Linked DNA regions of Mus musculus: regions 2, 3, 4, 5, 6 and 7 are each linked to region 1. A link is a contact called in public HiChIP or PLAC-seq and promoter capture Hi-C data. All regions are on one chromosome and are shown on one strand. The core of a region is the stretch at or near the end of the contact, and the rest is flanking DNA. Distances in the headings are between cores, read along the strand shown. Region 1 holds the start of Stat6 (signal transducer and activator of transcription 6). Region 2 holds the start of Myl6 (myosin, light polypeptide 6, alkali, smooth muscle and non-muscle). Region 3 holds the start of Smarcc2 (SWI/SNF related, matrix associated, actin dependent regulator of chromatin, subfamily c, member 2). Region 4 holds the start of Coq10a (coenzyme Q10A). Region 5 holds the start of Cnpy2 (canopy FGF signaling regulator 2). Region 6 holds the start of Stat2 (signal transducer and activator of transcription 2). Region 7 holds the start of Tsfm (Ts translation elongation factor, mitochondrial).

Evidence for each region. Promoter capture Hi-C pulls out the DNA fragments that hold promoters and counts their contacts. HiChIP or PLAC-seq counts read pairs in DNA pulled down with a chosen protein or histone mark. Capture Hi-C pulls out chosen DNA fragments and counts their contacts.
Region 2: a promoter capture Hi-C map of liver shows a contact between it and region 1, with 2.7 times the contacts expected there. The contact joins the promoter of Myl6 here to the promoter of Stat6 in region 1. A contact is called at or near these places in 4 of 39 promoter capture datasets (hippocampal neurons, liver, pre-B cells and 1 more), 1 of 115 datasets of contacts at active chromatin or transcription factors (pancreatic cancer cells) and 1 of 9 other capture datasets (macrophages).
Region 3: a contact with region 1 is called in a promoter capture Hi-C map of embryonic stem cells, with 3 times the contacts expected there. The contact joins the promoter of Smarcc2 here to the promoter of Stat6 in region 1. A contact is called at or near these places in 3 of 39 promoter capture datasets (embryonic stem cells, liver and pre-B cells), 2 of 115 datasets of contacts at active chromatin or transcription factors (bone marrow-derived macrophages and embryonic forebrain) and 1 of 9 other capture datasets (liver).
Region 4: a contact with region 1 is called in a promoter capture Hi-C map of pre-B cells, with 5 times the contacts expected there. The contact joins the promoter of Coq10a here to the promoter of Stat6 in region 1. A contact is called at or near these places in 3 of 39 promoter capture datasets (the SN4741 cell line, liver and pre-B cells) and 2 of 9 other capture datasets (adipose tissue and liver).
Region 5: an H3K27ac HiChIP or PLAC-seq map of microglia shows a contact between it and region 1, with 4 times the contacts expected there. The contact joins the promoter of Cnpy2 here to the promoter of Stat6 in region 1. A contact is called at or near these places in 1 of 115 datasets of contacts at active chromatin or transcription factors (microglia) and 2 of 9 other capture datasets (adipose tissue and macrophages).
Region 6: a promoter capture Hi-C map of pre-B cells shows a contact between it and region 1. The contact joins the promoter of Stat2 here to the promoter of Stat6 in region 1. A contact is called at or near these places in 2 of 39 promoter capture datasets (pre-B cells and second pharyngeal arch cranial neural crest), 6 of 115 datasets of contacts at active chromatin or transcription factors (bone marrow-derived macrophages, embryonic stem cells, kidney and 2 more) and 2 of 9 other capture datasets (adipose tissue and embryonic stem cells).
Region 7: a promoter capture Hi-C map of liver shows a contact between it and region 1. The contact joins the promoter of Tsfm here to the promoter of Stat6 in region 1.

Annotation. Positions count from the first base shown.
Region 1 is chr10:127,641,541-127,644,771 of GRCm38.p6, reverse strand. Stat6 (signal transducer and activator of transcription 6) reads right to left here and starts at 1,786. Exons shown (of 22, transcript NM_009284.2): 1 at 1,523-1,786.
Region 2 is chr10:128,492,315-128,495,545 of GRCm38.p6, reverse strand. Myl6 (myosin, light polypeptide 6, alkali, smooth muscle and non-muscle) reads left to right here and starts at 1,660. Exons shown (of 7, transcript NM_001317218.1): 1 at 1,660-1,737; 2 at 1,980-2,007; 3 at 2,801-2,944; 4 at 3,144-3,231. The coding sequence starts at 1,735. Myl6b (myosin, light polypeptide 6B) reads left to right here. Exons shown (of 7, transcript NM_172259.1): 5 at 319-492; 6 at 879-956; 7 at 1,063-1,389. The coding sequence ends at 1,091.
Region 3 is chr10:128,457,706-128,460,936 of GRCm38.p6, reverse strand. Smarcc2 (SWI/SNF related, matrix associated, actin dependent regulator of chromatin, subfamily c, member 2) reads right to left here and starts at 1,622. Exons shown (of 29, transcript NM_001372395.1): 1 at 1,500-1,622. The coding sequence starts at 1,610. n-TScga2 (a tRNA gene) reads left to right here and starts at 2,392; the gene lies at 2,392-2,473. Mir8105 (microRNA 8105) reads right to left here and starts at 2,257; the gene lies at 2,169-2,257.
Region 4 is chr10:128,367,506-128,370,736 of GRCm38.p6, reverse strand. It overlaps Coq10a (coenzyme Q10A), which reads left to right and starts at 1,757. Exons shown (of 5, transcript NM_001374700.1): 1 at 1,757-2,039; 2 at 2,584-2,730. The coding sequence starts at 1,900.
Region 5 is chr10:128,320,877-128,324,107 of GRCm38.p6, reverse strand. Cnpy2 (canopy FGF signaling regulator 2) reads right to left here and starts at 1,649. Exons shown (of 6, transcript NM_019953.1): 1 at 1,333-1,649; 2 at 666-778; 3 at 409-524. The coding sequence starts at 753. It overlaps Pan2 (PAN2 poly(A) specific ribonuclease subunit), which reads right to left. Exons shown (of 26, transcript NM_133992.3): 26 at 2,750-3,231.
Region 6 is chr10:128,268,960-128,272,190 of GRCm38.p6, reverse strand. It overlaps Stat2 (signal transducer and activator of transcription 2), which reads right to left and starts at 1,693. Exons shown (of 24, transcript NM_019963.2): 1 at 1,474-1,693. It overlaps Apof (apolipoprotein F), which reads right to left. Exons shown (of 2, transcript NM_133997.3): 2 at 941-3,196. The coding sequence starts at 3,179. The coding sequence ends at 2,232.
Region 7 is chr10:127,029,201-127,032,431 of GRCm38.p6, reverse strand. It overlaps Tsfm (Ts translation elongation factor, mitochondrial), which reads left to right and starts at 1,618. Exons shown (of 6, transcript NM_025537.3): 1 at 1,618-1,688; 2 at 1,796-1,969; 3 at 2,750-2,878. The coding sequence starts at 1,635.

The DNA.
Region 1 (3,231 bases), core at 537-3,036:
GGCAGGGAAAGAGGAGGGAGAGGGAGCAGAGTGCTGGCTCCTGAGTCTCTCAGGGGCCTCAGAGTGGGCTGGGTTGAGGGGGATGGCTCAGTGGTTGATGGGAGGGATGGCTCTCAGTTTATAATGACCTCTCAGAGAGGAGGAGGAGGAAGATGGGATGGAAACTCCCTGGGTCTCCCCAATTCCTCCTGCCTTTTGAGCCTCTTAACTCCCACAGGACTCCCATATAGAAGAGAAGGAGGCCACTTCACAGGACATTGCCTACCCTTAACCATCTTCCCGGTTGCTCTCCCACTCCCTGAGTTCTCACTCCCAAAGGCAGAGTCTTCAACTCTTGCATAGGGTCCTCCAACCAGACTTTGCTCTAAAACTGTCTACCCCGTTGGGTGGGGCATCCCGAAGAGTCACATTTGTCTTATTTTCAAATTTAAGAGAGGATTCTGTTCCCTTTTCCTCCCAGTCTCTGGAATGTTCGGATTCCAGACCTTTGGCCCTATCCTTACCCTACTGGGGACTGGGACCGCCAAGCCAGGAACAGCTCCAATTTCCTCTAAATCTCCCTGTAGAGTGACTCAAGTCTCATCCTTCCCCCACCCCAGACGCCATTAAGCCATATTTTTCTCCTGAGCTGCCGGTAACGTTGCAGGGTCTATAGGTCGGGCTAGGACAAGGACCGTCCTTTCTTGAGATCAGTCCCCTAGGGTGGGAAGGCGGAGCTACACTTCAAGAGGCGGGGCGAGCTTTCCCTTCCAGGCTCCCCCTCCCCGCCGTAGGGGAAGCCCGACAACCTAGAAGCTTCTTCGTAAGCTTGGTGGCCTAAATCTATCCCCTCCACTCCCGCATTCCGAGTCCGCTGGCCGTGTGACCCCAATATCAAAAGTCAAGGGCTTCCCTGAGTTGTCCAATGTGCGTGTATATATGACGGTGGCGGCGCTGGTGGGGGTGGGAAAGGGTGGGAGGAGGTGGAGCCAGGTCAGCATGAGGAGGGTTAACCCCCAGCCGGCTGCCCTCCACGGGGAAATCTCAGGGTTTACTGCGGCCAAAAAAGTGAGGGGGAAAGTCCCCCTCCTCTGGGGCACCATGAGATCTACATCTGGGTCTCTCTCACCCTCCAGCCACACCCTGAGTAGGAACCTTTAGCGGGCAGCAGCTAGGGGTTGGACAGGCTCGGGGACCCTGGAGCATCAACTTCTAGGGAAAGGCAGCCATGTCCCCCAACCCAGAGAACCTTTCTTCTCCTCTGCCCAGCGACTGTCCCAAGACCCAGGAGGCGCAGGGCTGAGGATTGGGGAAAGTGACGCGACACGTTGGGGACCGGAATGTGGAGGCCTGTACCCACCCGAGTCCTTCGAAAGTTGGAAACTGCCAAAACCCAGTGCCGTCAGCTAACCCCAGATGAAACTATTTTCAGGGGACCAACTGCCCCGCCCAGGGGGGAGGATCCGAGAGGCCCCGAAAATCCATCCCTCGTGGTTCGTCAAAGCCCCCCCATAACCTTCCCTACTCGCAGACGTCCCCTCACCTCAGCAGCCCCGCTGCTATCTTCTCCCTCTCTCAGAGGGCACTACCAAGCCCCATGGGTCTGTAGGTCTGTCCAGCGGGTCCTGGGCTGGCCCTAAAAACTCAATGTGTACAGACACACACACACATATGCACACAGGCACGCGCGCACACGCTCGAGCGCGCGCACACACACACAAACACACACACAGGCACGCACGCACTCGTCTCCGGGCCTTCTTCACTGTAAACCCTGGCTGCCCCGGCCTGCTGTTTCCGGCTTCTCTGTCTGCCCAGGTCCCTCCCTGGCGCTCTGACGACACAGAGAAGAGAAAGTGGGCTGGAGGAGGAAGAGGAAGAAAGTGGGGTGAACCTGTATGTACCCGGTGGGGAAGCACGTAGTGGGGAGGGCAAAGCTGGAGCTCCATTGAACCACACTGGAGGGAGGCTGACCTTTACTCTAATCCCCTTAGCACTGATCCATTCCCCACTCCTCGGAAAAGTCACCTAATATCTGGCAGAGGCATGCCACCCCGAACTGCCTAGCTACCACACAAACTTTCTCCGGGCCAGAGATTGGGACCTCGGGGAACTGTGCTATGGGACATCTGGGTTGTGTGCGTCCTCCAGTGGAGGACCCTGAAAAACAGCTGGGAGCCCGAGGCCCCTGCACAATTAGGCTCACCTCCTTCCAAGGCAGGAACGCCTTAGAAGTCCCGTGATACTGTAGGGAGGAAGTGGGGGAGGGGAACCCTTAGCTCAGAATTCTGGAAGTCTCCGGGAGTCCCTTGGAGGAAAAGGAATTCATTCGGGGATACCACGTCCCAAACCCTAGTGATAGCCACTGAGGGCTGCCAGGGTGCCAAGTTTGAATGTGAATATGCTGTGCAACCTTGGCAAAGTTCCTATCTGTTTCTGAGGTAAACACTGAGACACACCCCAAAACAAATATGTGCAATTTCCCTGGCCACAAGAAAACACACACACACACACACACACGCATACACACACACATACACACACGCACACGCGCGTGTCTGAGCTTTACACATGTAGCAGCAGGCTCTCACACATGACAGCCCTCAGAGCCTCTTAGAGTCACACACACACACACACACACACACACACGCCCCTTGTTCAGCCTCTGAATCACCATCATAACCAGAGGACTGTCCTGTAGTTTTTGTTGGGGAGGATAACAAAAGGCCAAACCTGAAAGTCGAGTGTATGGAGGGATAGTCTGAGGGTGGCTGTGTCAAGTTGGAATTTTGGCTTTCCATTGCCTTTCAGGGCTGGGCTGAAAGAGCAAAAGCCAGGCTTCTGGCGCCCCCTGGTGCCTGAGCTGATTCCTCCACTGCACATCCGTGGGCACTGTACACAGTGCAAACTTAGATCCACCCAGGTGCCAGAGCAAACTGTACATGTACATATAATATAATCATGGACTCTGAGCAAGACCTATTTGTGTTCAAGTCCTGCCAAAGATGCTAACTGCAGAATTGGCTGGTTCATTATCTGTAGGACGGAGCACGCAGAGTGGCTTAAGCTGTGGGGTTGTGAGAATAGAATATACTGATACATAAAGGCTCAGAGGAACTCTGGTCACCTAGTAAACAGCAAGCAGGAGGTACTTTTGTTGTTGTTGTTGTTGCTCAGCTACTTGGTTGGACTGTGGTTGTTGATGCTGTTGTTGAGACAAAGGGTCATGTAGCCCAGGATGGCCTTGAAATT
Region 2 (3,231 bases), core at 411-2,910, 850 kb before region 1:
GTCTTAAGTTGTTCTGGCTGGCTTTGAACTTGCCTGGTAGCTGTAGTTACAAAACTGCACCACCAGGCCTGGCAACAGTTTCAATTTTCAATGACAGAATATTGGTAAGGTGACAGAGGACGCTAGGATGGACCTCAGGACTCAAAAAACGTCAAACACAGGGAAGAGAAACATCCTGAATGCTGAAAGGGATGAAAGTCACAATAGTAGGGTTGGATGGCACTGGATCCCACACCTCAGTTGATCTCTCTCATCTCTATCTAATTGCACTGGATCCCACACCTCAGTTGATCTCTCTCATCTCTATCTAATTGCCAGAGCTGAAGTCCCGACGTGTAGACTTTGAGACGTTCCTGCCCATGCTGCAGGCAGTGGCCAAGAACCGGGACCAAGGCACATATGAGGACTACCTAGAGGGGCTTCGTGTGTTTGACAAAGAGGGCAACGGCAAGGTCATGGGTGCAGAGCTCAGACATGTTCTTACCACTCTCGGTGAGGCAGGGCCCAGAGCTGTGGGGTGGAGAAGTGGGGGGTCCTGGAAGAGCTAAGTAGAGCCTAGAATGGGTTTATGGTCCTGCAGTTATGGGCAGGAGACTCAAGAGGGCCAGCATTGTGGAGACAGATCACCTAGAGGCTAAAGTGTCCAGCTATGAGCCAAGGGCAGGGAATGCAATGTCCCCCTTTGCAAGCCACAATTGTGTTGATTCCATGCAAGTCTCAACCCCGGCAGCTTGTTTCGCTGTCAAGTCAAAGCTTTCACCTGCTCCAAGGCACCGTTGATATGAAAAAGGGCAAGGGTGGGAGGATGAACCACCCTGAGAATGTCTTGGGCTGGTGAGGCAGGGAAGGCGGGGGACTCTAACTGTTTTTGGGTTCAGGAGAGAAGATGACTGAGGAAGAGGTAGAGACTGTTCTGGCAGGCCACGAGGACAGCAACGGCTGCATCAACTATGAGGGTGAGGGGGCAGGATGGCCAGGGAGTAAGGAGACTTGAGGGGGGTGGGAGTACCCTCAGTTACCCGAAGGTCAGTTTCTCAAGTCCTCTCGTCTCCTTTCGTGCAGCCTTCCTGAAGCATATCCTAAGCCTCTGAGCTCCGCAGGTGGCCCTCCAGCCAGCCCCTGGTATCCGCTTGAGAGGCAAGGGTCCTCGATCCACCAGATAGAAGCGCAGGCAGTGCGTCTCCGCGCCCGTCCGTAGCGCAGCCGCCAGGGCTGGACTATTTCCTTCCCCACCCCCCACCCCCTCCCACCCCCACCCCACCCCAGCCCCGACTCCCACCCCACGTAGAACCTGCAGCGACGGAAACTTGCCCCACCTCCTGTGCGGCCAGAAGCGCGTTCCTGCCACTAGGGGGCACTTACAGTTTTGAAATAAAAACATGGTTCCTGCTTCGGTTTCCGACAGTTTTCTTTTGAGAAAGAGGAAGGACGGGAGCGGGTAGTCCTCTCTTCTGCAAAAGCCCAAATCCTCTGCTCTTGGTGCAGCTCGGAAGAAAGGTTTCCGAGAGTCCCAACCCAGGCCCCCCTGCTAGATTCCTGAGCCGAGGTAGGGCGCCCCCCCCCCACCTCATTAATAATGTAGTGATGTCATCTGCATGAGCCCAGACTAGCGTGCCTATTGGATGAAACGGCGGAGGGTGACGTCATGCGCCATGGGACGTACTAAGGCTGGGGTTGGGTAGGGCGTCGGAGCCATTACTGCCGGAAAAGGTCCAGCAGAGCTCAGCAGCCAAGATGGTGGGCCCTGGGAATCGGGAGATCAGGGGGATTTGGGGCAAGGAGAGGACCGCGGGTGGGAGTAGAGAAAGCAGTGGACGTGGGCACGCCCAGGTTTTGGAAGGTTGGCTGTGGGATTGGAATGTCTAGGGCTTTGCCCTGGGAAGCGAATCCTCGGCTTCAAACAGGAGTTTGTAAAGCCGGGATAGAAGCTTGCGGGGTTGGACCTCAGGTAACTGACCAATCCCTTCTTCTCCGAGCAGTGTGACTTCACCGAGGACCAGACCGCAGGTAGGCAGTCTCTGACCCGCAGCTCAGGTCATCCTTACCGAGAGGGACCCCCTTCCTTTAGCATCTATCTTCTGATCCCAACCTGTCACCTCCAGCGCTCCCAGGAGAGTGCCCCGTGGATTTCCTTCTGCTCTAGATCCTCCATTTTCTTTTCTCATTCTTTCTTCCTTCCCCTTCCACTCCAGATCTGAGCCCCAAGCGCTGGGTGAGTTTTAGGTGGTGTGGGTGTGTGAAACAATTTGACTAGTGCCTGTTATGTGTCGGGTCTATTACGCTTGTGGTTTGCTGCTTCTTTTTTTGCCTCTCCTCTGATAACTGTCCCCTCCTTAAGCTTGGATTCTGAGTACTGTAGAGGGCAGTGCCTTGATATTTTGTTAAGATGGGCACTGGAGAGTTTGCTAAGGATGTGGCTTCACCTCTTGGAAGGTCTCCCGGAGGGGAAGGGTGGGAGTGGGAGGCTAGAGTCCAGGCTCTTACTTCCTTATATGGGCAGGACCTAGCCTGGGCGGTGGCAGATTCCTGCGGAGTTGTATAGTAGTGGTGGAGAGCCTAGCCTGCCGCAGCTCAGGGGGTGTGTAAACAGATGGCTACCACCTTAAGGTAAGGGAAAGAAGGTTGCCTGTCTTTATGTGGGGCATTTGAGTTGATAGAAATAGATCCCTAGGAGTAGTCTTGTGTATAGAGGAGGACAAGATATCTGGTTTCTGCAGCATGACTTAAGTTGAATTGGCAGCAGAGCTGTGCAGCAAGCACGGGGCTAATCCCTGGTGCTGCCGTTCTTCTGAATCCTCAGAATTCAAGGAGGCTTTCCAGCTGTTTGACCGAACAGGTGATGGCAAGATCCTGTACAGCCAGTGTGGGGATGTGATGCGGGCCCTGGGCCAGAACCCTACCAACGCCGAGGTGCTCAAGGTCCTAGGGAACCCCAAGAGTGATGGTGAGCATTTCAAGAATGTAGTGGGTTCATGGTTGTTCAGCTAAAGTCATCCCTTTATCTGCATAGGTGCCAAACTTGAGCAAGTTTTGTCTCATCCAGTTCTGATTCCCTCTTCTGGCCGTCCTTGTGTTCCCTACCGTCATGTCCTGAGAACATGTGTGACTTCTCTTGTCTGACACCTCCACCTCCCACATGACAGAGATGAATGTGAAGGTGCTGGACTTTGAGCACTTCCTGCCCATGCTGCAGACCGTGGCCAAGAACAAGGACCAGGGAACCTACGAGGA
Region 3 (3,231 bases), core at 373-2,872, 820 kb before region 1:
GTTAAGAGAGCAAGGGAGTGAGGCAGGACATGCTCACTTAAAAACTAAAGCCTGCACATTTTGCTTCTACTGAAGCCAGGCATGGTTGGCATTGTAGGGTCTCCTCTCTAGCAAGGATCTCAGACCACCCACCCAGCTTGATAAATAAGTAGTAAGACAACCGCCGGGAATCCGTGAACTCAAACACTTCCGTACCATACCTACCTTGCTACCTGGGATCCTACCTTTCTGTTCTGTTCACTGAGCCAGGAAGCTACTTTCTCTTTACCTTTTGACCCTTATTTCCTCTACCCTAATTAGAGTCAGCACCTCTCGGTGGGAGGTATAAAGAGATCCGTGAAGGGAGAAGTAAATGACAAAGAGTTAAGCACTTGAAAGCTGAAGCAGGTCACAGCTGTCAAAGCCTTCGGGGCTTCACACCAAGACCCTAGACCGATCTCCCTTTAAAAGGTCAAAGGCAGAAAACTGGGAACCAGAGCCTCACGCTGAGGGTGCACACAAGTCACAGACCCAACAGCTGTTTGTCAAGAGTCTGACACCCAACAGAGAGACCCCAAATGGTTTCAGGGCTAAACTCAAACCAGAATTAGTGGAGCTTTCTGAAGCTGTCCACTGTACTCTGACAGGCTGGCTGCAAGGCTGGAGTAGCAAGAGTTGGGGGCTGTAAAACAAAGCAAGGGAAAAGAACCCTTAGCCGGGGTTGGTGAGGAAGCAGCCCATATCGAAGACAAAAAAGAAAAACGAAAAAAAGCCCAGACACCATGAAGACACAAGAATAAAAATTGGTTAAAAAAAAAAAAAAAGATAGATAGGGCTTCTTGAACCCTTTTGTTCCCCATCCTTATTTCCAGTTACAGGGTGGGGGTGGGGACTAGCGATATGAAGCTTATCCGAGCCTCTGGACCTCAAACCCAAAGCAATGCCAGGCTGGCTGGCTTGCAGAGGACTTCATTATGAAAGGAGGGTTGGAGGGGCTGCTGCCCTAGACTGCCATGTCCTGTCCCCTGAGAGGTTTGCAGCCCTTTAGAAGGAGACTAGGGTAACCCTGGGAGACAGGTGATTTCCCCAGGTAGAGACGCTTTTCAACGGCCTGCTCCGCGCCCGTCTACCCTCCTGCTCTGCCATCTGTCTCAGGACGTACACAAAGCACCACCGGGGAGGCCTGGGCCGCTCTGGCGTCTGGCTCGGCGCGGGGCTCCGGCGGGGGCCCCGCGGCTCGCACACCGGAGGGGAGGAGGCGCGCGGCGGCACCGGTCAGCCTGGAGGGCGAGGGCTGCCGGGCCCGGGCCGCCGCCCGGAGCCGCCGCCGCCCCCGCCAACGCCGCTGCGCTGCACCGGGGCAGAGGGCACGGTGGGGGAGGGGTGGGGGAGGGGCGCGGGCGGGCGGGCGGGAGGCGCGGGGAGGCCTCGGGGAGGGGCGCGGCGGCCGCCGCAGGGTGGGCCGGCCCCGGGAGCGGCGGCCAGGGGCCCTTTGTCCCCGCGCGGCGCTGCCCGCGTACCTTCTTGTAGTTCTTGCCGAGCCAGAGCCGCACGTTGTCGAACTGGGTCACGGTGTCCGCGGCCTCGTAGTACTTCACGTTGGGGCCGCCGTCCTTCTTCCGCACCGCCATCTTCTCGGGCTCGGGCCCCGCCGCCGCCCGCCCCGCTCAGCTCAGCTCCCGCCTCCTCCTCCGCCCGCCTCCCGCCGCCTCCCGCCGCCACGACCGCCGCCTCCCGCCGCCTGGGCCCCGGCCGGCGGAGCGCCCCCTGCCGGCGGCCCTGCGTAGCGGTGGCGGGCGAGCCCGAGCGCGCTCGGCGGACACCCCGGCAGCAGCGGCGGTGGGAGGCGGGCGAGCCCGAGCGCGCTCGGCGGACTTCCCCGCAGCGGCAGCCCGGCTGCTTCCCCGGGTCTCGCAGGACGCGGCTGTAGGACAGCGGAGCCCTCCCCGACTTGGTCTCGCAGCGGCAGTGGGGCTTACTGTTCCACTCCACGGGGAAGCCGGGAGCCCCGGGTCTGCAGCTCCGCCCCGTAACCCCGAGTGGCCCCCGGCACGTACGTTCCCGTGGAACTCTTTCGCTCCAATAAGTTCCTTCCAACCATTCCTGTTTCAACCCACGAGTGTCCCTGACGCTCCTCGTCCCGGTGCACCCAGCACCCCTGGTGCTACCCGGGGGGGTCAGGTGAGGGGTCTCCTCCCTCTGATCTTCGGGTCTCGCCAGTCGCCTCCGCTTTAGGAGTCGGCTGGCGAGCCCCGATTCTTCGACCCAGGTTCAAGCATTGTGGCGCGAAGGTGCGAGGGAGGGAGCGGCTCTGGGTACGAGCCTCGGGCCGCGACCCTGCACCGGTCCGCTCGCACCCAGTCACCCGTGCGGACCCTTTCTGTAAGCGCGCGGCCAACCATAGTTTTGGGAGTCACGGTGGCCGAGTGGTTAAGGCGTTGGACTCGAAATCCAATGGGGTTTCCCCGCACAGGTTCGAATCCTGTTCGTGACGGCAGTTTTTCGTATTTTTTTTCCCCCCTCCTATTAACCAGTAGTTGAGTGGTTGAAAGTGAAAAGGCAGCACTACTCCTTTAGGTTAGACCAGGGTGACATACAAACCAAATTGGGCATCGCTGTATTCGCTGTTAGGATACCAGGCACTTTGAGATATTTTTGAGAATTCTGTAACATTTCATAACAATGAAGAGTAGTCGTTTTGTTTGGGAAAGCTAGTCAAACCTAAGATTTCTAAACAGGGCATCTTTGGAGTTTGTGACCAAAAGTGGAGCCTTGAAGTCTGGTGACTGGAGACACAGAAACAAGCGTTTCTCATTTGGATTTTTCTTTTTAATTTAGACAGGGACTCATGTGCACAGGCTGCCCTTGAACTTGCCTTGCAGCCAAGAATGACTTTAAATTTCTGATCCTCCTGCCTCTACCTCTCAAGTACTAGGAGTTACAGGTGTGCCTGAGCATGCCAGGATCCTTTGCGGCTCGGAACTGAATCCAGGGGTTCAATTTGTTCGATAGGTAAGCATTCTGTTTCGCTACATTCCCTAGCCCTCATTTGAGTTTTCCTGAGATAACCTCAGGTATCACGGGACTAGGAGGAGGCCTACGTTGAGGATTTGTTGGGCACCAGAGGCTGGTTAAAATCTGTGTATATTAACCAAGCAAGGGAATTCCTTTCTCAGGCTCTAACCCTCTCATGTTACCCAGTTCTTTTTATATTTCATTTCTTGCATAGCAAAACCTTCTCCAGGAAAGGAT
Region 4 (3,231 bases), core at 508-3,007, 730 kb before region 1:
TCATACGCAGAAGGAACACCACCTTTGAACTGGAAGGAAGGGAAGGGACGTGGGAATGAGGACACAGCAGGCTCTCTCTGAAGAGCTTGGAAGGAAAAGTGTTAGAAATGCACTCATTCTGCATCTGGAGGTTTCATGCTCTCGTGTGTGTGTGTGTGTGTGTGTGTGTGTGTGTGTGTGCATGAGAATGAGTATGTGTGTGTGCATGGTGTGTGTGTGAGAATGTGTATGTGTGTGAGTGTATAAATGTGAATGTGTGTGTGTGCATGAGAATGTGTATGTATGTTTATGGTGTGTGTGTGGGTGTGGGAGACGCACATGTGTGTTGTGTGATGTGTGTTTAGCTGGTTCTCTCCATGGGGGCGGGGGGGGGGGGGGGAGTCCTGAGGATTGAATTCAGAGCAAACTGGGTGGCAAGCACCCCTACCCACTGAGCCATCTGGCTAGCCTCGTCTTGACTCTGAGTCTATGACCTTATTTGTGTAAAGCATTTGACTTGTATCACAATGTAGCTTTGATTGCCTGTCTTCTTCCTGCCAGCACATTTCCTTTGTCAGGCAAAGCTCGAATCAATGTGGGGAGCTTTAACCCAGCGTAGGGAAAGCAGAGCTTGCTCTGTGACAGTCGGGAGAATTTTGCTTGCTCTTGCACCCGTCTAGGCTAATCTCTTTCTAATTTGTAGTTTATTTCTCTTCTCTCTTTTTCCTTTGGTCATACTTTTCCCAAGAGCGCTTGTTTTTTCCTTGAATCCTGGGACGTAGTATTCACCTTTGGGCTTTCTGCCTGTGATGTCTCGTCCTCCATTGAGTACACATTTTTCCCCGACAGTGATGGTGCTTTTTTCTAAAAGTAAATTTTGGCTAGTAGTAGCTCACACCTGTAATTCCAGCAACTGGGAAGTGGCAGCAAGAAGGTGCATATGAGTTCAAGGTCAGTGCAGGTTACAGAGCAAGATCATGACACCCCAAAGCCCTCCTGGAGAGCATGCATGTCTGTAATCTCAGCAGCTAAGAGTCAGGACGATATCCAAGAGTTCCAGGGCAACCAAGCTTATATAGCGAGGGCGTCTCAAAGAACAAACAAACCATGTCTTATGTTTGGTTTGGTCTGACAGTAGGGCTTGCTTCTTGTTTAGAGCTGGCTACTCTAAAACTGGGTAGGTAGCCCAGGCTGGCCTGGAACTCGTGGCAACCCTCCTGCTTCTGCCTCAGACTTCTTTCCATAAATATTAGGGAGGAAATTCTGCTCCTAGGGACGTTCATGAAGGAGCACTGCAAATTCAAGGCCTGAATTGTCTTGTCTCGAATAACGAGAAGGGGAGGAAGGGGGAAGGGCGTGTAGATCTAGGAGAGATTATACAAGTCAGCCCAGAACTTGCAAAGTTAATATCCTTTTCCAAAGACATAAACCGGCAGCAGGCACTGCAAAGGCCAGTAGGATGAAAAGAGCCTCTCCTTCTAAAGGGCTCTGAGAAACGTTCCTCTGGACATCGACAGCCATCTGCCGTTGACACGCCCACGACGTCGCCTCTGCGTCTACGTATCAGGTCCTGTGACCACAGACTCGCCAAGTAGTTTGTGCCAGGCGATCTCGCTCCCCCGAGCCATCTCTGCAGCTCCTCCGACACGCACCCAGCGCCCTTTCTTTCACGCCAGAGGTGTCAAAGAAACTACATCTCCCGACAGGCAGCGTTGTCCCTTCCTTCCTCGCGCTCCCTCCTCCCGATCCCTGGCAACGGCGTGACGTGAGGGGACCCAGAGCTGCGGTCACCGCTTCAGTGACAGCCTATCCGGCGCGCGGGCCGGAGCAGGGCGAAGGCAGCCGGAGCTCGCGCCGCCCTTCCTGCCCGGCCTCCCCTACAGCTCGCCGCCGCCGGGAGTGCCAGGCAGGGGCGCGCGCATGGCCTCTGCGGGCGCGCGGAGGCTCCCGGCCCCGACGCGCGCGGCCGCCCGGAGCTGCTGCGGCTTCTCGCTCTGCCGGGGCGCGCGCTCCGTCCCGACCCCGCCCCCGGGCCCTCCGCGGCCGCCGCGTCCAATGAGGTGAGAGGCAGGCACAGACGTCCGCGCAGGACCGGAGGGGGTCGCCCGGCACCCCGAAGTTCAGCGGTGGAGGGTGGCAGCCCTTAGACGGCAGGCCGGAGAAGGGCTGGCATTGGTGGTGCCCTGGGAGTTCGAATGGAGTTCTGGAGATACGCGTACAAGCTAGATGCTCGGGGCGGGTGCGTGCCAGCCACTTCTTGGCCTTCGCCGGCGTTCTGGCTTTGATGTGCCTGGCCTGACCCTGGCGTCAGAGATGCTTCAGTTTGCTTGCAGCAGTAGTGTTGCCTCAAAGGCAGCTGGCACTTAGGACGTGCCCTTCTTTTTCCCATCCCCACCCCTGGCCCTGTCCTCAGCCGCCCTCGACCTTTCGCACTCGTGACTGCCTGGCCAGCCAGCCCAGCTAGCTGCAGCAGGTGCTAGGGGCAGAAAAGCTTGCCCGAACCAACGACCTTCCTCTGTGATGCATCCCTCTTCCCCTTCACCTGAAGTGGTTGAATACAAAAAAAGAATCGTGACGCTGCCTCTCCTTTCTTTTTGGCGCTAGGTTTCTGATTTCCTGTAATCTCTTCTTGCCTCGCGCTGCCCAGGCCTTGGCAGCGGAGGCTGGCCTACCTCATAGTCGTTCCTTCATGGGCTTTGCTGCCCCCTTTACCAACAAGCGAAAGGCTTACTCGGAGCGTAGGATCATGGGGTGAGCATTCCTTTTTTTCCCCTTCAAATAAATAACCATGTACCAGTAGTGGGTAAGATTCATATTGGGCCACTTGTCTCCCCAGCAACGTTTTCGCTGCCAGCCTTTCAACCTAAATTTCCCACCTTAGTTGTTCTGCACGTGTATTAGTCTAGAATTGTGTTACATCATAGAAAGGTAACCGACTAGGTAGTACAGCCTGTAATCTAAGCTTGAAGCTTCCACGGACTACATAGCCAGAGCTGCATCATAGGTATCTCACACACACACATTTTGAGACAGGCTCTCACATAGCCTAGGGTTGGCCTTGAACTTGATATACAGTCAAGAAGACTTTGAACTTATATCTTGCCTCCACCTACCTCCCTAGAGCTGAGATTATAGACATGTGCCACCATGCTGCTGTTTTTCTGCAGTGCTGGGGATTGAACATGCTAAGAAACCACTTATTACAGGACTTAATTAAGTCACAGCTTTTTGTTATTGTTGTTTGAGCCAAGG
Region 5 (3,231 bases), core at 400-2,899, 680 kb before region 1:
CCATAAGTGGCTTAGAGCCCAGTCCTTCTGATACACAATCAATGTTCTGGCTCCTTGGTTGTTTGTTTGTTTGGTTGGTTTTTTGAGATAGGGTTTCTCTCTATAACAGCCTTGGCTGTCCTGGAACTCTCTTTGTAGACCAGGCTGGCCTCAAATTCAAGATCAGCCTGCCTCTGCTGGGATTAATGATATGTACCATCACACCAGGCTGTTTCTTTTCTTTTCGAAGACAGTACCTAATTCTATGGGGTAGACCAGAACTAGAACTCAGAAAGATCCTTCTGGTCCCGCCTCTGAGGGTTGAGATCATTATCATTACAGGTCGAATGACTTCCTGCTTTCTTCTCTTCGAACAAGTTCATACTCTAAGCCCGAGTGAGCTACTTTATTTGAGGGATAGTAAATTACCTCCACAACTGACTGGCTGCCATCTGGATTGATTCGGAAGGATCCCATCTGAATGGTCTTCTTGGGGTCCACGCGGGCAATTTCCCACTCTAATTCATCCACCAGAGCCCTGCAAGCTGGTGTCAGGGAAGAGAACAGGGAGTGGGGATGGTGAGGGGAATGAGGGTTTTTCTATCCATCCTTGTTCCAAGCTTTGGATCTCATGACTCCCACGGGTCATCTTCCTCCCACTTCTCCACTGGTCTTCGTGCTTTTACCTCCACAGTGTAGATCTTGGCTCCTTCGAGCCCAGGCAGTTCCCAGCAGGACCCCCAAAAGTAGGGCTAGCCAACCCCAGCCTTTCATCTTTAGTGTAACAGGGTCGCTCCACCTGGATTTGTATGAAAATGAAACACAGGTGTGAGGAGAGCGATCCATTTCCCCCATGACCGTCACCCCTCATTCCAAGGCCTTCAGAGGCCTTGGTGTGATTCGGATTGTTTTCCAGGAAAAAACCTCGTTACAAACACCCGAGGGACCGGAGTTCGGGATGGGGGAATAGGGAGTGAGAGCTCGGGACTGGGACTCAGATCCAGAAACTATGTCCTCCACAGGTGAGGGCCTGGGTTTTGATACTTTGAGGACACTGAGGACTCACAGAGCTATGCAGTAGCTTTGAGATGGAGGTTATCGATTACGTGAGAATGACGGGCAGAAAGGAGCTGCCAGCAAGGAACCAGTCAGGCCATGAAGCCAGCGAGCACACTCCATAACCAGGGCCTATGTGGACCTAGCACCAAGGGTTCCGGAATCCCCATCTCTAGAATGTAAGTAGCTCCCGTGCAGACAGACCAGCCCCTTTTGTAAGGACTCCGCCATCGCTTTGCTCGGGTCCATTCCCAACCTCAGTGCGCCCACAGCCTCTGACGCTCGCATCTGTCCCACCTCTGCTCCCACGGCCGCCGCCGTGGCCCAGGCTCTGGAAAGCAGCCGGACTCTCACTTTGTTTTCTGTGGGTCCCAACCCTAGCAGCTGGCTGGGAAAAACGGGGCTGTCCCGGCTTCTCCAGAGCGCTCCGGCTCCCGCCAGGTTCAGGGTGGCCAGTGACCGCCTGGCCCAGCTTCCCGCACTTAACTAGGCACCTAAGCGGAGATCTGAGGGTCCCGTGCGAGCCCCCCACCGAAACTGACCCTAAGCCCGCCCCTCCAAACTCTCGCGCGAGCAGGCAGCTTTAGGAGCGCCTCCGAGGCAGCGAGGACCCCTTGGAAGACTTGAGGACCCAGACTTGCGTGGCGAATTGGTTCACGTGACCAACCAAAGAACAAAGGTAGCCTAGCTTACAGTGAGGACCGAGCGCATGGGGTGCCTGGGGAAATTGCATCAGTCCAGGTGGGCTAGGACTTGCAAACAGATGCAATTAGTAGTGGGAGAGAAGCCTAGGTTTCAATGCACAAAGATTTCATGATACAGCAAACTACATTTCCCAGGAAGCACTGCAGTACCACTCTGCCAGTAGCTACAGGTCTTTTTCTTTCTTAAAAAAAAAACAAACAAACAAACAAAAAAACTAGTTTTTAAAACAACTTCCTTCTTGTACCAAATTAATAAATGATCGTCATTAGGTATGTATTGGGTAATATCATTTTTGGTATTATCTGCCTTTTCAGGCAGGTTCTTGGAGATTTCTCTTAATTTATCCTCTGAGGATGGGGGTGTGGGTTATATTACGGTCAATATTCTTCTTAGCTCTCACGCTGTGAATAGAGCAATTCCTCTCTGAATTTTCGGCACACCGCAGGTACTGTCATGAGTGAAGCAGTGTCTTGCTATGTAGCCCAGGATGCCTTGAACTCAACTCCCCATCGCAGGCTGGTTGGGGACTGTGGTTCTCAACTGCTCCGCTGTTAGGATAACAGGTTGACACCACGCCTTAAGGTCTTGAGATAAACTGGGATTTGTGATCGCTTTATGTATTTAGGGTGCTAGGCAACTACAGCAAAGACCGAACACCGTCCAGGGGAAGAACAATTATGTTCCTCCTGGTGCCCGGCATGGTGGCGCATGCCTTTAATCCCAGCACTTGAGAGGCAGAGGCAGGCGGATTTCTGAGTTCTCGAGGCCAGCCTAGTCTACAAAGTGAGTTCCAGGACAGCCAGGGCTACAGAGAAACCCTGTCTCAAAAAACAAACCAAAAACCAACCAAACAAACAAAAAAACAAAAAAACTATGTTCCTCCTGGATCCATTCATTCTGGGACTCAGAATCTTCATTTCTAGGTGTGGATCTGAAAACACAGTTTTCATTTTCTCATTGTTTGGTGAAGTCAAATCAAAGAAAGAAAGAAGCCAAAGAATCCCACACTAGCGGTTTTCTAATGAGATAAAAATACTTTTATTTTATAAAACATGCTGTTTTAAGCAAAATTTTTAAAAAATAAAACAAAACTCGAGATAGAATGTATGGAAGACAGATACTTCTCAGCTGTGGTCAGGAATGAAGCCAGTAGCTCAGCTTCCTGCACACCGGTTTGATTGGCCCATTGAGACTCTACAAGCTGGTCCACCCAGCCACCGTCTCTCAAGCAGCTAGATGCTGGAGCTGCCTGGGTCTCTGTACCCTGTGACTGTCCAGGACTTCAGTTCTCTAGCAGACTGGGAACTGAGAGTTCTGGTTCTAGAGCTCTTTTGTACAGATATCAGTTGCCCAGGATATTTATTACGAACACCAATCACTCCACCTGGGTCACTTTAGGCTTTGTTTCTGGCCCACTGTTTTGCAGAGGATAAAGGGGGAATCTGGCAGCTAGAACCTTTGCAACAATTTTGCTGCTTTCCAGTTCTATTA
Region 6 (3,231 bases), core at 444-2,943, 630 kb before region 1:
AAATAAAAAGGAAAAAATAAAAATCTTACTCTTATTGTACCTAGAGCTGAAAAGCTTAGAAGAAACACAAGTGTTCTTTAAAGGTCACATGATTCTACTACAGAGCAAACATTGCCACCTAGAGTCCAGGCGTTGACTTTCTTTCCTTAAAGGCAGGAATGGAGAAGGGAAGAGATTGGGCAGGAGATCCAATTATTCTCCTTCTAAAAATTTTATTTTATGTATATGTTGGATGTTTTGTCTGCATGTTCACCCACAGATCAGAAGCGGCATTGGATCCTATAGGACTCTAGGATTATAGATGGTTGTGAACCACCATGGCTGGGAATTGAACTCAGGACATCTGGGAGGGCAGACAGTGCTCTTAACTGAAGAACCATCTCCATAGCCCTGATCCAATCTCTCTTCAAACAAAATGTTTGTTTTCATTTTAGCTTTCTTGCAATCCTTGATCCTCGTGCCTTACTCTCTGTGAAAGCTTTGGTTGAGCTACAGCTCCAAACGGGTACTTGACTCTTTAAATTATATGCCTGTATTGCTTCTAAGAAACAAAAACTTGACGGGTGGTGTTGGTGCACACCTTTAATCCCAGCTCTTGGGAGGAAGAGGCAGGTGGATCTTTGAGTTTCCAGGACAGGAGGGCTACACAGAGAAACCCTGTCTCAACCCTCACACCCAAAGTCTGCCTAAGTGAACTAACTGCACGTAGGCTATAGGGGCTGCAACAAAGTACTTTCTCTAGTTGGCTTCACTCTCCGATATCAGTTTTGCACTGAATAAGGTTTTCTGAAATAAACTAGACTTTGTGTGTAACCTTAAGCAAACAGTTTCACCTCTAGGACTATAGTTTATATGTATTATATGTATATAATATATATATATACATATGTGTATATATATATATTATACAAACACACACACATAATGATCAAGGATGTCTTTCTTATTTATTTATTTATTTGTGCAAGGATCAAAAATTATGTAAAGGGCCTCGAGAGATGGCTCCATGGTTAAGAGCACTGGCTGCTCTTCCAGAGGACCTGGGTTCGGTTCCCAGCCCCCACATGGCTGCTCACAACCATCTTAACTCCAGTCCTAGTAAATTCGGCCCTCTTCTGGCCAATTCAGGCACGCACCTAGTACATAAACACAACATGCATACAAATTTTAAAAATATAATAAGGAAGCAAACAAATAAGTAAATAGATTCGCAGAGCAGAGGTTAAAGCTTTGGCTTATGACAAGGATCATAATGGGTACATAGAGCAGCTGCAAGGGTTGCGGAGGAGTTTTGGAAGGAAGTCGACAGGGTTGAGAAGTAGAACTGTGCAGCGGTGCAGCATCCTGCAGGGTGTTCGACTTCAGCCAGAGAGCAGAAGCCTTGTCTACAGGGGCATCACCCGGGGCAGCAGCCCTTCCCGGGAACCGGCTGGCACCTCCGCCCCGCTCCGCACACCCTTTCGGGGCCTGTACCTTCTGAGGGTCCAGTGCCGCTCCTTCCAGTGCTCTCGCTGCAACTTCCAATTCTCCAAGCGGTTCAAGGACCCGTTTTCCACCCTCCCCCGACTCCGGCGGACCAAGATAGCGAACAGCGGAATGGGTCACCCGGCTGGCGGAATGGATCACCCGGCTGTGGACGCTCGGCGTTCCGGGATCGGTGGGGCGACCGAAAGCTTAGCCACGCCCTCCCCGCGTGTCACTCTCATTGGCTGAAACACAACCCCGTTCAGCGCTGGGCTGGACAAGCTGCTTGAAACCACACCGCCGACTTCAGTGATTGGCGGAGAGGGAGAAGCTCGTTAGTGCCCGCTCCCGCCCCCCTAGTCGGGCGGAGCCCAACTAAAGTCTTAGCCAGGAATTCTAGCAGCTGATTTACCCGAACCGAACCGTGAGTTCTAGGGAAAGGAAACTGAAACCAGGGTGCGTGAAGGCACCTAGGACTCCATAGAAAGGGTGGGACCTGCGTCCCTTAGGATAGGGAGGGAAGAGCTGAGGTAATAAGGTATTTTTGAGGATATGAATGATAAATACTGTGGGTTCATGATAACGCTTTTTAATTTCTATAATCACTTGTTCAGGTGGAAGTTAGCCAGCCCCATTAGAGTGTAAAAATCTAAGTTTCAAGAAGGAAATTACTGGCAAGCGATGACAGTATCCCAAACCATCCACCCACCCATCCATCCATCTACACTTCTCTTGTCAGAATTTTCCACTTATTGGTTGTTTTGTTACTATCTCTTGTACGCCAAGACACCATAGTTCTTTAATAAAGGCCACTCCCAGTTAGAAGTTGTACTTTCAACTTCTGACACAAAATTAGACATGGCTATTTCTTCCACAACACCGATATCTGTGGTGGCATCCTTTCCGGTCTCTGGCTGATGGGTGGTCACCTCTGGCTGAGGGGTGGTCACCTCTTTCTCATCATAATAATACTGGATCAGCCGCTGAACCCCAGCCTTCATCGCTGGCTTAAGAGCAGCCGTGATCACCGCACCAGCTGGGCCCCCTGACGCGCCTACCATGGCCATCAAGAGATCATAACCCAGATCTATGGCCCCATCTCGACCTCGTTCCTTGGCCTTGTCAGAGCAGTTCTTAATGGCGTAATACAAAGCTGTGCCTAGGTTGTAGTAGGTGCCTACTGCTGGTAGTAGGTCAACCACATTGTGGACACTCTGTTCCTGATCATTGTCGCAGTCTGTGTTGGAAATCGAACGTTTGGCCCTCTTTGGACCTGGCTGCTCCCAGGCTAAGAGCTGCAGAGCAGAGGACAGGGCATCCACAGACACTTCCCGGTCTGTGTGTCCACTCTTCTGGAGCTCCTGGAGATGGTGGATGAGGGCTTGTGTAGCCTCCACACCTCCTAATCGGTAAAGCTGAAGCTGAAGAGCCCAGACCTCAGCCTGGCAGCCAGCTGCCTCCAGAGCATTCCTTAGAGCCAGGCCTACCAGGAATTTGGAGACAGGGGGCATGTAAGTGAAGCCAGGCAGGGACTTGGGGAGCAGCATCTGGCAGGACAAGGGCTTGTCTGAGGTCTGCATCTGGTATCCCAACTTCGAGGGAGGGAGCACCGTAGAGACACTGGTTGCCTCTCCGTGTGAAGTGGCATCCACAGGACACAGCAGGAGATAGCAAAGCAGCTGGATTGACATCAGGATGAGTCGGAGGCTATGCATGTCAGGAGCTGAGCACCCTGGAAAAAGGGAGAACCCCAAAACATGCAGACCA
Region 7 (3,231 bases), core at 369-2,868, 610 kb after region 1:
TGGCCTCGAACTCAGAAATCCGCCTGCCTCTGCCTCCCAAGTGCTGGAATTAAAGGCGTGCACCACCACTTCGTGCATCTTTGCCATTTTTTTTAAAGATTTATTTTATTAATATATGTAAGTACACTGTAGCTGCCTTCAGACACTCCAGAAGAGGGAGTCAGATCTTGTTGTGGATGGTTGTGAGCCACCATGTGTTTGCTGGGATTTGAACTCTGGACCTTCGGAAGAGCAGTCGGGTGCTCTTACCCACTGAGCCATCTCACCAGCCCATCTTTGCCATTTTTAAAGGGAAAAACAGGCATTAATTATCTCTCCTGTATCTCTAAACATTGCCAGAAAGCTGGATGCCAAGATACTCCAGAATGTCTGTCTCTTGCTTGTTGAAATAAGAGTCTCAATAGGGGGAGTCTTCCTAGACCTGAGCCCCAGGAGGAGAATCAGAGATGTCCCGTTGGTCTGTAGCTTCTTCATCCTTTGCAAAGCTCAAGACCTGATCACAGGCATCATGTGATCACATTCTGGATTGGGTTCGAGGTTCTTCTAATCTCTAGTTCTTCCTTCCACGTCAGGTTTTCCTTCTTGTTTTGCCTTCGGTTCTTGTCTCTCCCTCTCTGCAGCAGTCTGGCTCTTTTTTTACTTAGCCTTTCGGCACACAACCATCTTTGATGTGTCTGCCACTGTTCTCTTAACCTAGATGCCACGCCTCAAGCTCTTGCCATCTTCCAAAACCTGCTCTAATTAGCTTCTACTGTCAGAACAAACGTCTTTGCTTGGTACTCAGGCCACACACACCTGCTCCTAAACTACTTTGTATCTCATTTCCTACTCTGCTTCTTTTGCACTTTTAGCTAAAGTGTCTTAACGCTTTGTTCCCTAACTCTATGGGCATTCCCTGGCCTCTCCACTTTTCCGATGATCCCTTCCAGGAAGGGCCATTGCTCTCTGTCTACACTTATGCTTTGCTTCTGGAATCAAAAAAAGAAAAAAGAAAAAGAAAAATAAGAAGAAACCACTCCTTTTCCCGAGCTTTCTGTTTGGATGTGGTTTCCTTGACTGGAGATCTTTTAACTGGTTAGGGACCTTATATTGCCTTACCCGATTCTTATTTCCTCAGACCAATAGATGCATTGGAGGGTAGAGCTATGATTTATGCATCACCGATCCCCTGAAACTAGCAACAGCTCCGGGCACACATATGTTCAGTAGATATTTTACTAATTCAGCAATTATTTATTGGGTTTGTTGAAGGAACTCTGCTTCTCCAGGTGACCTTGGGCAATTTCCTGAGCCCACCCTACTTACCTGCCGTGTGTGTGTGTGTGTGTGTGTGTGTGTGTGTGTGTGTGTGTGTGTGTGTGTGTCCGGACTCATAAATGGATAATGAATATAAAAGTACATTGGAAATAAAGAAACAAAGTGTCACCTACATGTCTTGTGTTGTTATTTCGCAGCAACTTTACCGCTAAGTCTTTTGTGAAATATTTTAATGAATTTAAAAGAAGCGGGCACATCCCTCCTGCCAGCAGGTGGCAGCATCCTCGCGCCACGCGTTCTGGGAGGCGTTTTGGCTCTCGCGCCACGCCGTAGGCCGGCGTCCCGTCTGTGCGCCGATGGGCGGGAGGGCCAGAGGGATGTCGCTTCTGCGGTCGCTGCGCTTCTTCCCGGTCGCGTGCACCGGCCGCTCGGTGAGCGCGCGCGCCCTTCCCTTCTCCCGACCCTGGCCCCGCGGATGGTGCTCCCCCTCCTCCCGTTCTGCTCCGGGAGCTCATCCCTTTCTCCTTACTCTCCCCAGGCGAGGGCTGTCCTGCTCCAGCCGTCCCAGCCATGGCTCACGTTTCACGCCGGCCCCTCGCTGTCCTCTGCTGCCTCCAGCAAGGAGCTCCTTATGAAACTGCGGCGGAAAACCGGCTACTCCTTTGTCAACTGCAAGAAGGCTCTGGAGACTTGTGGCGGTGACCTCAAGCAGGTGGGAGGAGGTGCTGCGAGATTTGGTGCTACGGCTCCACCCCATTCTTTCCTTCCGGGGGTCACTCTGCGGAGCATAGACATGACCTGCTGCTGCCCAGTGTCCTGTGCGACAGAACTGGCCAAAGAGGAAAATTTGGCTTAAACGAGAGCTTTACCCTTCGACTGCGTTTTCACTGGAAGCAGTTAACCTAGAAACTTAACTTGCTGAATTCCATGTTCCTTATGGCTATGAGATTTGCTGCTGCCTGGAGATCGGTGTTTGTATAAATTTAGGAGTTAGACTCCAGAGGCTCTCACACCCGCTCAAACTCTGGAGATCGCAATGAATCCTTTCGTGTTGTCAGCGTTGTCTGTATAATGAAAACACTACCATCTATCCTATAGTGGGGTTGTAAAGATTAAAAGTAGAGAAGCAACAGCGACTACAGCGCTTGGTGTAAAGCATTTAGTAGTTTCTCTTATAGAATGTGGGTGTGCAGAAAAAGTCATATGGGGGCTGGAGAGATGGCTCAGCGGTTAAGAGCACTGGCTGCTCTTCCAGAGGTCCTGAGTTCAATTCCCAGCAACCACATAGTGGCTCACAACCATCTGCAGTGGGGTCTGATGCCCTCTTCTGGTGTGTCTGAAGACAGATACAGTGTACTCATACATAAGATAAATAAATCATTAAAGAAAAAGAAATTATAAAAAGTCATATATGGTTTGGACATATTTTAAAGTACCTTTCATTTCTAGTTCCTGTGACTGACTTTCCCCTCTGTTTCTTTTGCATTTGTAGGCAGAGGACTGGCTGCACAAACAGGCCCAGAAGGAAGGATGGAGCAAAGCCGCCAAGCTCCACGGGAGGAAGACTAAAGAAGGCTTGATTGGACTTCTGCAGGAGGGAAACACAGCTGTTTTAGTAGAGGTGCGTTGTTGGGATGCCACATACTAGAAACAGCTGTATCTTGGAGAGTACGATCTGTGGTGGACCCTTTGCATGCTTAAGGAATCTGTAAGCGGTGGCTCGAGTGAAGTCCCCAAGGCCTCCGTTATGTGACGGGATTAAGAATGTAAATGCAGGGCTTGAGAGATGGCACAGTGGTTAAGAGCACTGACTACCCTTCCTGAGGTCCTGAGTTCAATTCCCAGCAACCACATGGTGGCTCACAACCATCTGCAATGGAGTCTGATGCCCTCCTCTAGTGTGTCTGAAGACAGCTACAGTGTTCTCATATATAATAAGTAAATATTAAAGGTAAAAAAAAAAAAGAATATAAA